Regions from separate parts of the Mus musculus genome. Here region 2 is linked to region 1. Evidence: chromatin contacts called from public Hi-C data. All regions are on one chromosome and are shown on one strand. The core of a region is the stretch at or near the end of the contact, and the rest is flanking DNA. Distances in the headings are between cores, read along the strand shown.

The links. A called contact is a pair of places that touch in the nucleus more often than the background predicts.
Region 2: a Hi-C map of Sertoli cells shows a contact between it and region 1, with 2.3 times the contacts expected there. The contact joins two enhancer-like sites. A contact is called at or near these places in 5 of 484 Hi-C or Micro-C datasets (the Ba/F3 cell line, Sertoli cells, nephron progenitors and 2 more).

The regions. Positions count from the first base shown.
Region 1 is chr2:125,312,415-125,318,803 of GRCm38.p6, forward strand. It overlaps Fbn1 (fibrillin 1), which reads right to left. Exons shown (of 66, transcript NM_007993.2): 55 at 4,998-5,120; 56 at 4,553-4,684; 57 at 2,945-3,070; 58 at 2,180-2,386; 59 at 425-550; 60 at 86-208. Among named protein-coding and RNA genes, the nearest start is that of Dut, 68 kb to the left of the region's middle. Within about 2 kb of position 4,062, at least 2 of the 459 cell types and tissues checked have an H3K27ac peak or open chromatin away from gene starts, as enhancers often do. A contact at or near this core is called in Sertoli cells, where this site is marked.
Region 2 is chr2:125,451,848-125,458,923 of GRCm38.p6, forward strand. The region is part of intron 6 of Fbn1 (fibrillin 1); the gene reads right to left. Among named protein-coding and RNA genes, the nearest start is that of Fbn1, 51 kb to the right of the region's middle. Within about 2 kb of position 2,939, at least 7 of the 459 cell types and tissues checked have an H3K27ac peak or open chromatin away from gene starts, as enhancers often do. A contact at or near this core is called in Sertoli cells, where this site is marked.

The DNA of each region.
Region 1 (6,389 bases), core at 2,812-5,311:
AGGGAGCAGGTCTTGCAGTTTGTCTCCTGATTATTCCCAGGCATAACCAGAGGCAGGTGAGTGGATTAAGCCAATGACCCCCTACCTTTGCAGCTCCTTCCATCCTCTTGCAGAATGTAGCCCTTCGGGCAGGAACACTGGTAACTCCCTTCTGTGTTTTTGCATATAAAATTGCAGGGTTTGGGAGCCTGGTTGCATTCATTCAGATCTGTGATTAAAGAAAGATAGTATAGACGTCCATTTGTAAGACTTTCTGAATGTTCCATATCTATACCTACAAACTCTGTGAAGTATTTGATGATTGCCTCATACTTTTTTTTAAAATTGAAAGTAGAGATGCATTTTAGATTTTTAGTGTGGGGTTTTCTCTCCCATAACCTGAAATTTCTACTCAGGAATAAAGCATTAGAAACGAAGTACCTACCTACACAGGCGGTCCCTGTTATATCCGGAGTGTAGCCAGTTTTACAGATGCAGTGATAGGACCCTCTGTCGTTGACACACTCCCCATTTCGGCAAACATCATGAATAACCTTGCACTCATCAATATCTAGGATAGATATAAATCACAATAATAAGTACATTAAAACATACAATGGGCAACATTGATACACAGGGGTCACTTGAGTGTAAAATTTTATATACCGTGTTACTGTATTAAGGACCAAAGTATTAAACCAAAAGGAGACAGAAAGGATTTCATATGCAATTGGTTACTCATTGAACAGCTAGTGAATGACTGTATGAGGTGATAATGAGAAGCTGTTCAAACAAAGGGAAAGCCTTAAAATAATTGGTCATTTAAAACTGTGTTATTTTTCTCTTCTGGATTTCTAGAATAACATCATAAGGAGACATGTTAGGTCCTCTGCTCCATCTTGTCATCATTCTTGCCACCTATGGGCATCACATGAGCAAGTCTTAGCAGAGAACCCTCTGGACAAGGAAAGTCTAGGTTTTTTCTCTCTGATGTTGCATGTTCAAAATAAGAAGGAAACTTCTTTAACATTTTCTTTGTCCTACTTGAAGTTAATTCTGAAAAATATCAAATTACTTAACAAAGGGTGGAAGAATGCAGTCAACTTCCCTCTTCTGTATGGGAATTAACCAGGCCTCTTGGGTAAATGATGGGACTAACTTTATGCAGTTTGCTAGACAGAGACACCTGTATTTGTGTCTCTATTACAGACAGAAAGGCTTGAAGACTGTACACTGGTGGCAGTAAGGCTGGACACCAACACAAGCAATTTGTACAAGTTATTAAACCTTCACTGCCAAAATGATCGTCTAATATCAGCAGATGGGTGTGCCTGACCTTCTGCAGTTTACTCTGAGGTACAGGTAAGCACCTTTTCACTGGTCTCAGGAAATGAGTCCTCTATCATCTCATCTCAGCATCCTCCCAGAGGACGGATCTTTCCTGTCCACCGCCTCCATTTACCCACAGCCTTTATTCTGTCATTAGTCACATTTTCCCAACAGGAAGACAACTCTCTTCTAATTCTCCTTTATGTTTTTGCTTCTAGCCTCCTCCAGTCCCCTCCCACCCCACCCCCAGGAGCACAATGGAACACCAACAGGACCCTCTTCCTCAGCCCTTCTATGAACTACACCCCAACTGTGTTGATAAAAGTGAAATCCCATGAGGCTCACAGGTCTTCACAGCTGCCTCAGACATCTCTGTTGACCCTCACTCACATCTAGATGTCTAGCGGAAAGCAGCTGGTGCAATGCACTTCAGACACGATTGTGTAAATTCCTAGCACACCAGCAGTCTTTGTACTTCTTTGATGCAATATATCATGGCTAACATTGAGTTAAAATGAATATCAGTGGAGTGGAAGTAGATGGTTGTTATTTATTTCACAGCTCATAAACTATCTTCCAGCAGATTTCTGCCAGACCCTTGCCAGGCAGAGGCAAGGACCCAAGCACAAGAAACGTAATCATCCGGACCAAGGACTGTTGGCAAATGGCCTTGAATGTTTACAGCACTGTAAGGAAGGATGTCCGTCCATCTCAGTCAGACAGCGCAAGCCTATATTGTCAGTTCCACATTTCCATCATTTTCCGTAGTGAAACACACACATTCCTTGCAACTACTTTTGTCCAATAATGGAAAACTCATAATGAAGAACGAGCTCGCACCTTTTGTCAACAACAGAACAAAGTGAAGTACCTGCTCCGTTGGTCATGAATCCTCGGCCGTGGGGACAGAGCTTCTTGTAAGCCACTGTGCCCTCGAAAGGGCAGATCTCACAGTGGGGTCCCCAGCCTCTCCCTCCATCACAGCAGCACTCGGACTTGGTGACGGGGTTCCTGTTGCTTGAGCCAATCTGGCACATGTTTTGCAAGACCTCCGAAAAGCAGTACCCTTCCCGGTTGTCTGGAAGAGACATTCCGAGGTAAAGAGGAATTGAGGGACTGTTCTGTGTGCATGGGGCATTAGGAATTTAGTCAGATATAAAAACCAAAAGGATGTAACACTTTACCCTGGGTGAAGAGGAGCAAGAAGCGAAAGCTGGAAACAGCAGGGAGAGAGAAAGGAGGCGTCTGACGGAAACAAGACAAGAAATCTGTGAGTTGGCAGAAAGGCATTGGTGCAGACAAGCTTATAACTCTTTGTGCCCCAGACATGTGGAAGAACAGTTGCAACAGCCATGCTATAGAAAAGGGGGCAAAAACATACGGAAGTGGGCCTGGTCGCAAAGGCCTTAAAGGGCAGCAAGAAGGAAACCCCAAGCTAGCAATCCCATGTGCAATTAGCAAAGGCAGAATTTTGCTGTAGGGAGGTCCTGAGCCCAAGATACACTTGGTCACTAAGTCATCTCCCAAGGATGACTGCTTTCAGCTCCTTCACATTTTTTGGCATATTCTCTTATTTCAAACCAGAAACAATGCTTTGGAGTGTGAGGGAAGGTTGCAGCCAGTTTCAGATACTCACCCAAGCACTCATCCTGAGTGGGGCTGGCTGTGAAGCCATCGTTACACTCACAAGTGTAGCTACCCAGGGTGTTGAGGCAACGCCCATTCTCACAGATCCCGGGCTTGGTCTGACACTCATTCTCATCTGTGGAGACAGTGAACAGGACTCATGAGACATTGTTTAAAAGGTTGACTTTTTCCCCTTGATCTCTCCCTCCCTCCCTCCCTTCTTCTCTTTCTCCTTCTCTCCTTTCCTCCTCCCCTCTTTCCTTCCTTCCTTTCTTCCTTCACGCACTCTCTCAGTTTTCTTTGCAAACGAGTAATCTATCTACATGGTGAAAAGCTGGAAATCCTGGAACGACCAGGAATTAAAAAATCAAGGTCTCCCTGTCATCTGTATTCCTCAGCCACCAAAACACTCTTCCAGAGTCAACTTCTGAGTCCCCTTCCGAGAGGGATTGTGCAATAAAAGCAGTCTCTCTCTCTCTCTCCCTCCCCTCTCTCTCTCCCTCTCTCCCTCTCCCTCTCCCTCTCTTTCTTTGTTCTTCTAAGGCAACCTTGAGCATATTTTGATATATCTAAATGCAAACGGCAGCATTTTGGGCACACATTTTTTTTACTTAAATTTTGCCCCATCTGTATATAAAGAAGATTCCTGAAAGGTGAGATCACATACTGGAGGGAGAACTGAAGGTTGACTGTCATTTTAAAGAGATACATTACTTCATCAGAATGATGCCAGTAAGTTGCGTCGACACAGTAACATTAGTTTGGACTGATCTTCAGATTCAACATGACTTGTTTGTAACAAAGCAATATTATTGAGGAAACAATAAACCATAATTTAACAGGTTTTTAAAACATTAAAATATCTGGATTACTTTTGGTGATTGGTTAGATCTGAATATCACGAACTAACTTCCCCAGTTTCTCTCTCATTTGAGAATAGCTTTGAGTCTCTAGAACACAGAGCTCCCTGAGAGGGGCAGAGAATGTGGAAACAACACCCAGAGCCACATGAAGACTAGTTAAAAACCCCACTGTTCAGCCGAACTTGATGGGCCAGGCCAGAAACCCCAGCTGCCCGGGAGGCTATGGGGCATGAGGTGTTTTAATAAAACTTTATTCACAAAAGAAGTGGCAGGCTAGAGGGTTGGATTTGATTGGAAGCTGAAGCTTGCCATTCCCTGGCCTAGGGTTGTGGTTCTCAACATTTGATACACATTTGGATCACCTGGGGACATTCAAAAAAGCAGCACTTGGACCTACCTCAAGGAAAGCGGGGGTTTCTTGAAGTTAGAGCCCTGGCTTAAAAATAGCCCTAGCACAGGACGTTAGTAAGACAACGGAGTCCATAGAGTGGTGAGGGAAGTCAGTGTGAAGATCTACCTCCTGGACGGCTACATGAACAACGGGCAAGGGCCAAAGGTGGGTGACCCTGGCAGCAATACAGGCCAAGAGAATAGGGACAGGCCAGCCCAGAGGAGAGAACAGTAAGGCCTCTCCACAGTGAGTTGTGACATTTGATTAAGAGGAAGGAGCACGTCACCAACCTGACTCAGAGCTCAGGTCACTTCTGCCCTCGGCTATTTCAATGCTGAGCGGTCTGTACCAGAGACAGTCTTACCTATGCAGCCCTCTCCATCGGGTCTGCGCTGGTACCCAGGGCCGCAGATGCACATGTAGGTACCAATGAGGTTCTTACACTCCATTTGCTTCTCAGTACAGTCGTGTTTTCCCTCTGCACACTCATCCTCATCTGGAAAGATGTGTAATCACAACTTTAAAACAAGCTCCACTGCAGGCTTGTCCTTTAAACTATCATCTCCGTCATCTTAGCGTTGAGCTTATTTCCTTTTGTATGTATGGGGAATTGATATATTAAACGTGGAAGGGAATCTTCTAACCGCCTTTGGACTTGGTGAGAAAACTGCTTTCCAATAAACCGATGACCTTATCAGAAACAAAGATGCTATGGGAGCCCTTCCTGGACTTCTTTGCTTTATGATTCATACTTGCTTGTTGAAGCATTTATAATTCTGAGGACTAAATGGACTAAAATGGGCCCTCACCTTTACACATCCTCCTGTCTTCTCGGAGAACGTATCCAACAGGGCATTTGCATTCATAGGACCCGTAGGTATTTACACAGCGGAAGGCGCAGAGCAGAGGATTCTGGGCACATTCATTTATATCTGTAGTAAGAGAACGTAAAAGAATGAGCCAACAGCACCAAGAATGTCAAAAAGAGAGAAATGTGCTTTTACTAAAAGTCAAAAGCCTTCCTTATCATAGGCATGGGAGGGATCCAGAAAATTATAAAAATGAGTTGATTATTTTATAGCTGGTATAAATATGGTGGATGTATGCTCCGGATCTCCCAGTACATCTCTCAAGCTTGCTGTCCTGGTGTAATTATGGATTTACGTGAATGAGGAACAACAGGTCCACTTTGCATAGTTGGAAGACTCAGGTTGACCAGTTGCCGTTTCCTTTGTACATGAACTATAGATCATCTTTGCTTCCTTTAACTAAAGAAGTTGTGGTCAAAAAGAAGCCAAGCTCTCTAATACTCTTAGTAACCTCTCCTTCCCCAAACAAAGAGGTTCCTATGAGACAACAGGGATTCTGGGCTCAAACAGAGTGTTCTGGTCATTTTATACTTAGAGAAACTCAGTTTACACAGATGCCCTCTACTGGGAAAAATGACTTTTCTAGAGTGCATGGTTTAGAAATGTCAGGACATGTTTTCAAAAGCGAGAGGGTGAAACCAAACCTCTTCGATGATCATGCTGTCCCCCAAGAACAACAATGTGTATGAAGGACAGGACTGAGCATCCAGGCCAGCTTTGAACCACAGCCTTAAAAGGCTCACAACACTCTGAAGGTACCAACAGTCCATATCTCTGATGAAGGGATCCCTTTAATACCACTTTCCCTTCCCCTCCCCCATTCTTTTCCTACACCAGGGAACCCTATCATGAAGAGCTTGTGGATCATCTGGACAGCTGCTGGGCTCTGCTTTTAGAGTTTGTGATTTAGTGGTCGAAGATGAGGCCAGAAAGCTTGCATCCCAGGGGAATATGAGGCAAATAGTCGAGGGACCAACCACTCTTTGGCACTCCCTAGTTTTTCTTTCTTTTCCATACTTCCTTCCAGGCAGTCACACTGACAAATACTTTTCAGATGCCTCTATGGGTTAGGCAACCTCTCCTTTGGGATTGCCTCCAGATGACCACAGGATGTCAGTGGTTATCTAGCTCTGTGAGCAGATGTTTCTAAGAGGAGAGCAGGAGAATACAAAAGAGGTGGGGGAGGGGAGAAGAGCCTTGGAAACAAAAACAACAAAGGAAATAGAGAGTAATAAGACAGGAGGTAGTAAATGAGGAGTTGTATTGAGATGTAAGCAGAAAGACACACTAGTGAGCATTCCGTTATATACAATATAACTTCTGCCACAAGTC
Region 2 (7,076 bases), core at 1,689-4,188, 140 kb after region 1:
ATTTAAAGGATAAAATAGTGATAGAGAAAGAAACAGTGTCTCCATTGTTCCCGGGCAGCTGTGGACCTGCCTTTGCAACGCTTCGGGTGAGAATTCTTGCTGTAAGCTAGAATTCCATACTAACCACTTATGTTGCCTTAAAAAGCTTCCTGTAATGCATTCAATACTTCACTTTTACAGCATAAAGACAAAACCAGAGTGTGGGTCACTCTATGGAGAATGTCAAAGTTTGATCCATTCTTCTTTTTCGGCAGTTACTGAGGCAACAACAGCATTTCCATACACGTCTTTTTATTTCTCATCAAACATCTTAGTTTTCTTTCCTTTTTCTTTTTACTCCAATTTTCCAGTTGTTCCTCAGGTACCTTCCTACACTGTGACACTATCAAAGGCCATACAGCCTATGTATACATCACAGCAAAGAGAACATATGGAGTCTTTAGGTTTCTGACAATCTGACAGTTGCAACATTTGCATTTCATGGGATGACTGAGGGAATCTGACAAATGTTTGCCACTTCTAGTCTCAGAAACAGAACACAATTGCTAACTGTTGGCCTTCAGTCAAACACCCCAGTTTCCACTGACCTAGGAAACTTGCTGTATGTAATCCTGCATCCAGTTTCAAAGTGTTTCTGTCCAGTCTCTACACTGCCCTGTGTCTTCTGTATGCTGCTTCCTCTGTGTGACTTTGCAAACCAAGACTCAGGCTATGGATGTAGATAACCCCACAGGCAGGAAGTGTGTCTTGGTGGACACCCCAAATAAAGCATGGGAAAAAAGAAACCAGATATACATTAGGCCATTCCAGTGAGTCAAGACTGTGCCAAAAGCCACACACCCGAATTTGAGTTTCTTCTTAAAGCCAGATCTTCTTGTGACCAAATATTTCTCAGGGGAAGAACACTGGCAGCATATTAATCCATGTCACTTTAGGCTACCCAAAGGAACACACTGAATGCCTGTCATTCTTAACCCCCCTCTTTGCAGCCACAGATTAGCTACACTGACTATTCTGTTATATGGAATTAAACTAAGGCAACGTCATAATCATGCACAGTGACTGGAAAGTTATGCTCCGTACGGCAGGCCAAACGCTTGCTGTGATTTTGTGCTGTTACCTTGGTAACTGAGGAAGCTAATCACTGAACATCTCCACAGCCATGTGGCCACTCACGTTCTCCACTTTGAGCCACAGGTGGGGACAGGACAGATGAGTGCTTTCAGCACTCATTGAATGTCTTTTAGATTAAAGGCATTCTCTAGTTCTGTGACATGGCAGTCCCAAAGCTTGTTCCCACAGAGACTTTCTACTTCAAATTCCCAGTTGTTTGCATGATAAAGAGAACTCCATGCCTCCTGAGAAACAAGCCAGACTGATCCCAAGAGACAACTGATTCTCAACCTTTCCCTGGCTCCTAGCTTCCATGACCGACCCTCAAAAGAGGCCAGAGAAAAGGCTCGGCGGTGGAAGCATTAGCTGTCATGCCTGATGACCTGACATCCGAGAACCCACATAGTGAAGGAGAGACCCAGCTCCTGAAAACACACACACACAAAGAGAGAGAGAGAGATTTCAAGCTCCTTCGGGACCTCTTCTCTTCCTATTTAAGCCAAAGCTCAATTTCCATGAGGCCTCAAACCCCTCATATTTCAATAAAAATTTTATTCATCACAGCCTCAGCCAAAGACTGCCAATCATACAATAGCGTTTTATAATTAAAGACAATCTCTCCCAATAAACTCAATCCAAAAGATTTTCTTGGTCATATAAAATTGAGATCTTAAAAAGACTGATCAAAAGACTAAGGGACACAGGACAGAAATTACAAAATGTCAATCCAAAATTAAAGAGGTGTATGGACCGAGAGGAAGAAATAAAGACGCTTAATATCAGAGGGTCCATTAAAAATAGCCAATGAGCCGGGCAGTGGTGGCGCAAGCCTTTAATCCCAGCACTTGGGAGGCAGAGACAGGCAGAGTTCTGAGTTCGGGGCCAGCCTGGTCTACAGAGTGAGTTCCAGGACAGCCAGGGCTCCACAGAGAAACCCTGTCTCAAAAACAAAACAACAACAACAACAACAACAAAACAAAAAACCAAAAAACATAAACAAAAATAGCCAATGATTGAGAGTGGCAGCCATGGGTGCCACAGGTTGGGGGCACATCCACATGACACCTGAGCTGTTGTGGAAGCCATGGACCTCATTTTTAGGCCCCCACTTTGGTGTTGGCTACTAGGGTTCCCTCCAGCCCCAGTTTTCCTGGCTATAAAATAATCCTGCCTCCCAAGGCGGAGTGAGCTAGGGATGTCTATGTGTATCCTACAGGTCTAGGCTTCATGGCATAGGAGAGAGCACTTTTCACAGAATTCACTGGTTGCGTTTGACACTGTTCATAGTTTTAAAAGTTAGAGGATTTTCAACATATATATGGAAGTGCCATTGTTTTGTATACTAACCTAAAACCCAAAGCAACCCTGCCTACAGGGGTCAGGGGGTAGATCAATCATTTCTTAAGTGACTCAAAAGAATTGTGATAAATGCTTACTGAGTTACTGAATGCTAGACATTGGTTATAAGGTGGTGAACAAGATGAGTGACCACCTGCCCCCCCCCCCATGGAATAGAACCATGCTAACAAACCAGCAAACCCCTACTTGATTCTTTTTTTTTTTTTTTTTTTTTTTGGTTGTTTCGAGACAGGGTTTCTCTGTGGAGCTTTGGCTGCCCTGGAACTCACTCTGTAGACCAGGCTGGCCTTGAACTAAGAAATCTGCCTGCCTCTGCCTCCCAAGTGCTGGGATTAAAGGTGTGCACCACCACGGCCCGGCCCCTACTTCATTCTTATATAAACTGCTCCATGCAGCCTACTCTTGTACACAGTGATGTCACTATCTACTGTTTCGTTTTCAATATCTTTTAGACCCAGTAAGAACTTACCCTTCTGAAGCCCACAAAACCATACGTGGCATTCTAAAACAGGACATGACCAAACAGTATGTTGCTAGGTGGCTGTTGTTATTTCTGACAGAAACTATTACAAATGTATCTAGTGACTGAGGAGGTGGCCATGACTTGTCCAAATAGCGACTGATTTATGGAGGGCAGAACTGCAATTAGGACATCCAAAGGCGTTCCCAGGGGATAAGTCTGCAGACATCCACTCAAAAGCATGCATTGTCTCATAATGCGTAGTGTTTCAACAATTCACGTTCATGGTGTCCTTGTTTCTAGGTCACCCAGATTCCAACTCAATGATGATTCCAGGGAAAAACTAGGGGCTCAGAGCTGCATGAGCACAGGAATTAGAGAAAGAAAGCAATGTACATGATAAAATTATCAAGATCCCTCTGTCTTCAAAGAAAACCACAAAGAACCCTCTCATCTTAACAGAGTCAGTATTTCAGGGCTCATTGGGGGCATTTTATGTATCAATCTGAGACTTGGTCTATTAATGTAATGAAGAAAAATCTATTATATGAGGCTCCTCAGTATGTCCAGAAGAGGTGCTATGATACCAGCACAGTTTAGGAGCTGGGGCAATTGTATTACATCTGCTACTTCAGACATGCGCTCTCTCACCAATACACAGTAGTAACTTTATATCTCCTCTCCACTTATAGCAATTTCCTTTCAGGTTAGGATGCCTAAAATGATCTATTTATATTTGTAATTGTATGAAAATGTGTAGGTGTGTGCATGTGAGAGGTCTATGCATGTGAGTGCAGGTTTCTCGGGAGGCCAAAGGTGCTGACTCCCTTGGAGGCTGTGAGTCGCTGCCTGACGTGGATGTTGGTACTAGAACTGGGGTCTTCTGAAAAGAGACGTGTGCTCTCTTAACCACTGAGTCATCTCTCCAGCGCTAAGATGCCTTCTTGTTCAGGCTGAGCTTCATAGACCTTAACACTAATAAAGATGCTTTGAAAGCTGTAGGTTTAAACTACTCCAATATTTTGGTTTTCAAAGCTTGCGTCTTCCAGAACCAACATTTTTATTGCTTTGAAATAAAAGAAGAGTGGCTTGTGGTGCTACACCTGGAGGCCTTTTTTGACTCCAACCTGACGATGCTGTCTGTAGACTCAAGTTATCAGAGCCACTGTAAAATTAAGTATGAATTCGGGCAGCTGCTCCTACCGTTCTGCCAGCCATCAGTATCTAACCCGTCTCACTGATTTTTAGAATGCCACACTACTGAGGGTCACACAGCTGTTGTTTGAGTGCGAAGCTTCTCCTGTAATCTCCACCTGTGTGAACTTGGTCCCCAGTTTTTGGTGGGACGTTTTAGGAGGGTTGTGGAACCCTTAGGAGTCGGAGCCTCTCTGGAGGAAGTGAGTCACTTGTGGTGGGACTTGGGGGGGGGGGGGGTAGCAGTGCTTCCAGGCAGCTCTCTGCTACATGACTGTAGATACCATGTGACTAGCCACTTCCGACCCCTCCTGCCATGCTGTCTCTGCCAGGACAGACTGTATCCTTTCTTAAACCACGAGCCAACATTTGTGTCAGATATTTTATAACAGCCATGAGAATAATAAGGAATAAAAACACACCCCTAAAGTACCTCTTTTATCTTGCTGCTGGGTTTTTGTGAAGGGGCAGGTTCACACTTCATTTGGTTGTATGTGTCCATAAAAGTAGTAAAACCTTCCATAAACTTTATCTAGGGTGGACAGTGAGCGCTTCTCACAGCCTCGATCGGCATTATATATTATCAAGGATGTGGCCGACCTCTGCTTCCTCATTATTTTTTGCACGTTGCCCTCCTGTGGTGTCAGTCTGTGGTACAACTGCATGCAATAGCTGGGCGTGTGTTAAGGAAATGCATATGGCTGATAATATATTCGAGAGGAAAGCTGGTTGCATCTGAATCGATCCGAAAACTTCTAAATGGAGAGTGGGGGATGCGGGGGGGGGGGGTGTTGGTGATCACAGTAGAGCCTCTAAAGGAGAGGTCTGATTTTATTGGTATGGTAACTTTCATGACATCATTTATGAAGAAGCTACATCTGGCAAAGAGTGAGGACGCCAGTCACCAGCAATGCATGATTGAGTCCTGGGTTCAGTGCTTCCACTGTACCTTCTCAACACTTTCACCAGGCACAGGCCTTCATCACATCCATTGTACAGATCAGAGAAGTAAAACGAAAGCAGTTAGTTGCCTACGGCCCCATGGCCAGCAAATGGAAGGATTTCTCTCCAGAACCTGTGCCCTTAGTATATTCCCAAGAATTCCGGGAATGGCAAAGCAGTTAAGAAAAATGATATCTCCTAGACAGGAATTTTTTTAAGTAACATTAAAATGATAGTCATATAATATTAAAATGAAATAGGGGCTCCTTTGGGGTGGAAGTTAGTCTGGAAATGATTTTCCTATTAATTCCTCTAATTCATAAAAGATAAAGAAAAACAACCCATAAGCCACAAGGAGCCCACAGTGAGGGACCCACGATGGGGCTGTGGATGTCTTCAACCAGCTGTCTTCTATGGGTTTTGTGAGAACTTGTCCCACTTGGTAAGTGGAAACATGACAGGAAGAATGTGGTTCTAAATGAAGGCTGACAAGCGCCGAGCTACTCCAGGTTATGAGCTCTAAAAAATAATCAAGAATTTTCTATGCTGTTTAAAGGCTGTCTTCCTCAAGGAAGACAGGTCAATTCTACTGCATACTGTTTCCAGTGCCAGCCCCGAATCATTAAGATGTTCCGTGTGCCTTGGATTTTATTCTTCCCATGCTAGAGAAAGGTGCAAAATACTGTCCTCTTCTCAAGTGAAGTTTATAAGTCATATAAGGAAAGACTGGATCGAAACTGCTGAGGGGACCTTGTGTTGCTTTGCTCTAAAGTTCATGAGACTGATTTAGAGAGACCAGGATCTCTGAGACAGCGCAAGCATCCCAGGGTGACTTGACGGAAAGCCCAGCTCCTCAAAAGCAAGCCCGAGCTTATAAAAAACACTTTCCCTTTGGATAAACATGGGCCTGACTTGCAAGCCTTCACTTATAGCCTGGCTCAGTGTCCTGCAACAATGAAGGTCAAAGGGGCCTCCGTGGGGACAGTAGCCAGGGAACAGCTCACCAGAAAGAAACAGACACAGCCCTATTTTATGAATTGAGACCCTAAACCAGTGGTTCTCAACCTCCCTAGTGCTGCAACCCTTTAATATGGTTCCTCATGTCATAGTGATCCCCAACTATAAAATTATCCCCTTGCTACTTCATAACTAATTTTGCTACTGTTATGAATTGTAATGTAAATATTTGATATGCCAGATATCTGATATGTGACCAGCAAAGTGTCGCAACCCACAGGTTGAGAAATGCTGCTCTAGAATATTTTCATTTTCTAAGGAAACAAAGATCCCAATCTATTGTCGACTTTTAAAGTTCTGGAACAATTCAGAGCCAAGGGTTTGTTGATGAGGAGGCACAGTGGGAAAGCTGTTGAATGCTCCATTCATGTCCTCCACAGACTCCATCCCTCCACACAGGTTGGTGATAGGCATTTACAGTCATGTCCACATGGGATACAGAACATTTTCAATCCTCTCAGAGAATGAGGGAGTGTCTTTACAATGATGCTCTTCATCCAAAACCACCCAGGAGTTTAGCTGGTCACCTCGTCGGAGTGGGGATCATGAAAGAAGCAGAACTTAATCCCAAAACATGAAGCTATTGCATGGGCATGTGAGCGACCATCATCAATACAATCAGCATCCAGAGCTTCAGGGTAAGGATGTCAAAGACATCAATGGGGGGCGGGGGGAATGGAGGCTTCTGGAAGGATAGATGGGCAGATTTGAGAATATCCAGTTTTTAAGTTAAGCCAAAATATTTTGTTTCACACAGAACTCCCAAGAGTTCATAAGTTAATGCCCCCATTACCTCTCCAAGAATAAGGCTGTAGGGCTGTAGTATAGGATTTCCAAAATGATATTGACCATGGAAACTACGCTTCATGGACCCCTCTTGGGACTAATGTTCTACAAAAAGTACTTTGGCACATCAGATGGACCACATAGCTCCAGATATCTGTCCAATATACATTAATAAACCCCAAAGATTGACTCCCTAGGGACCATG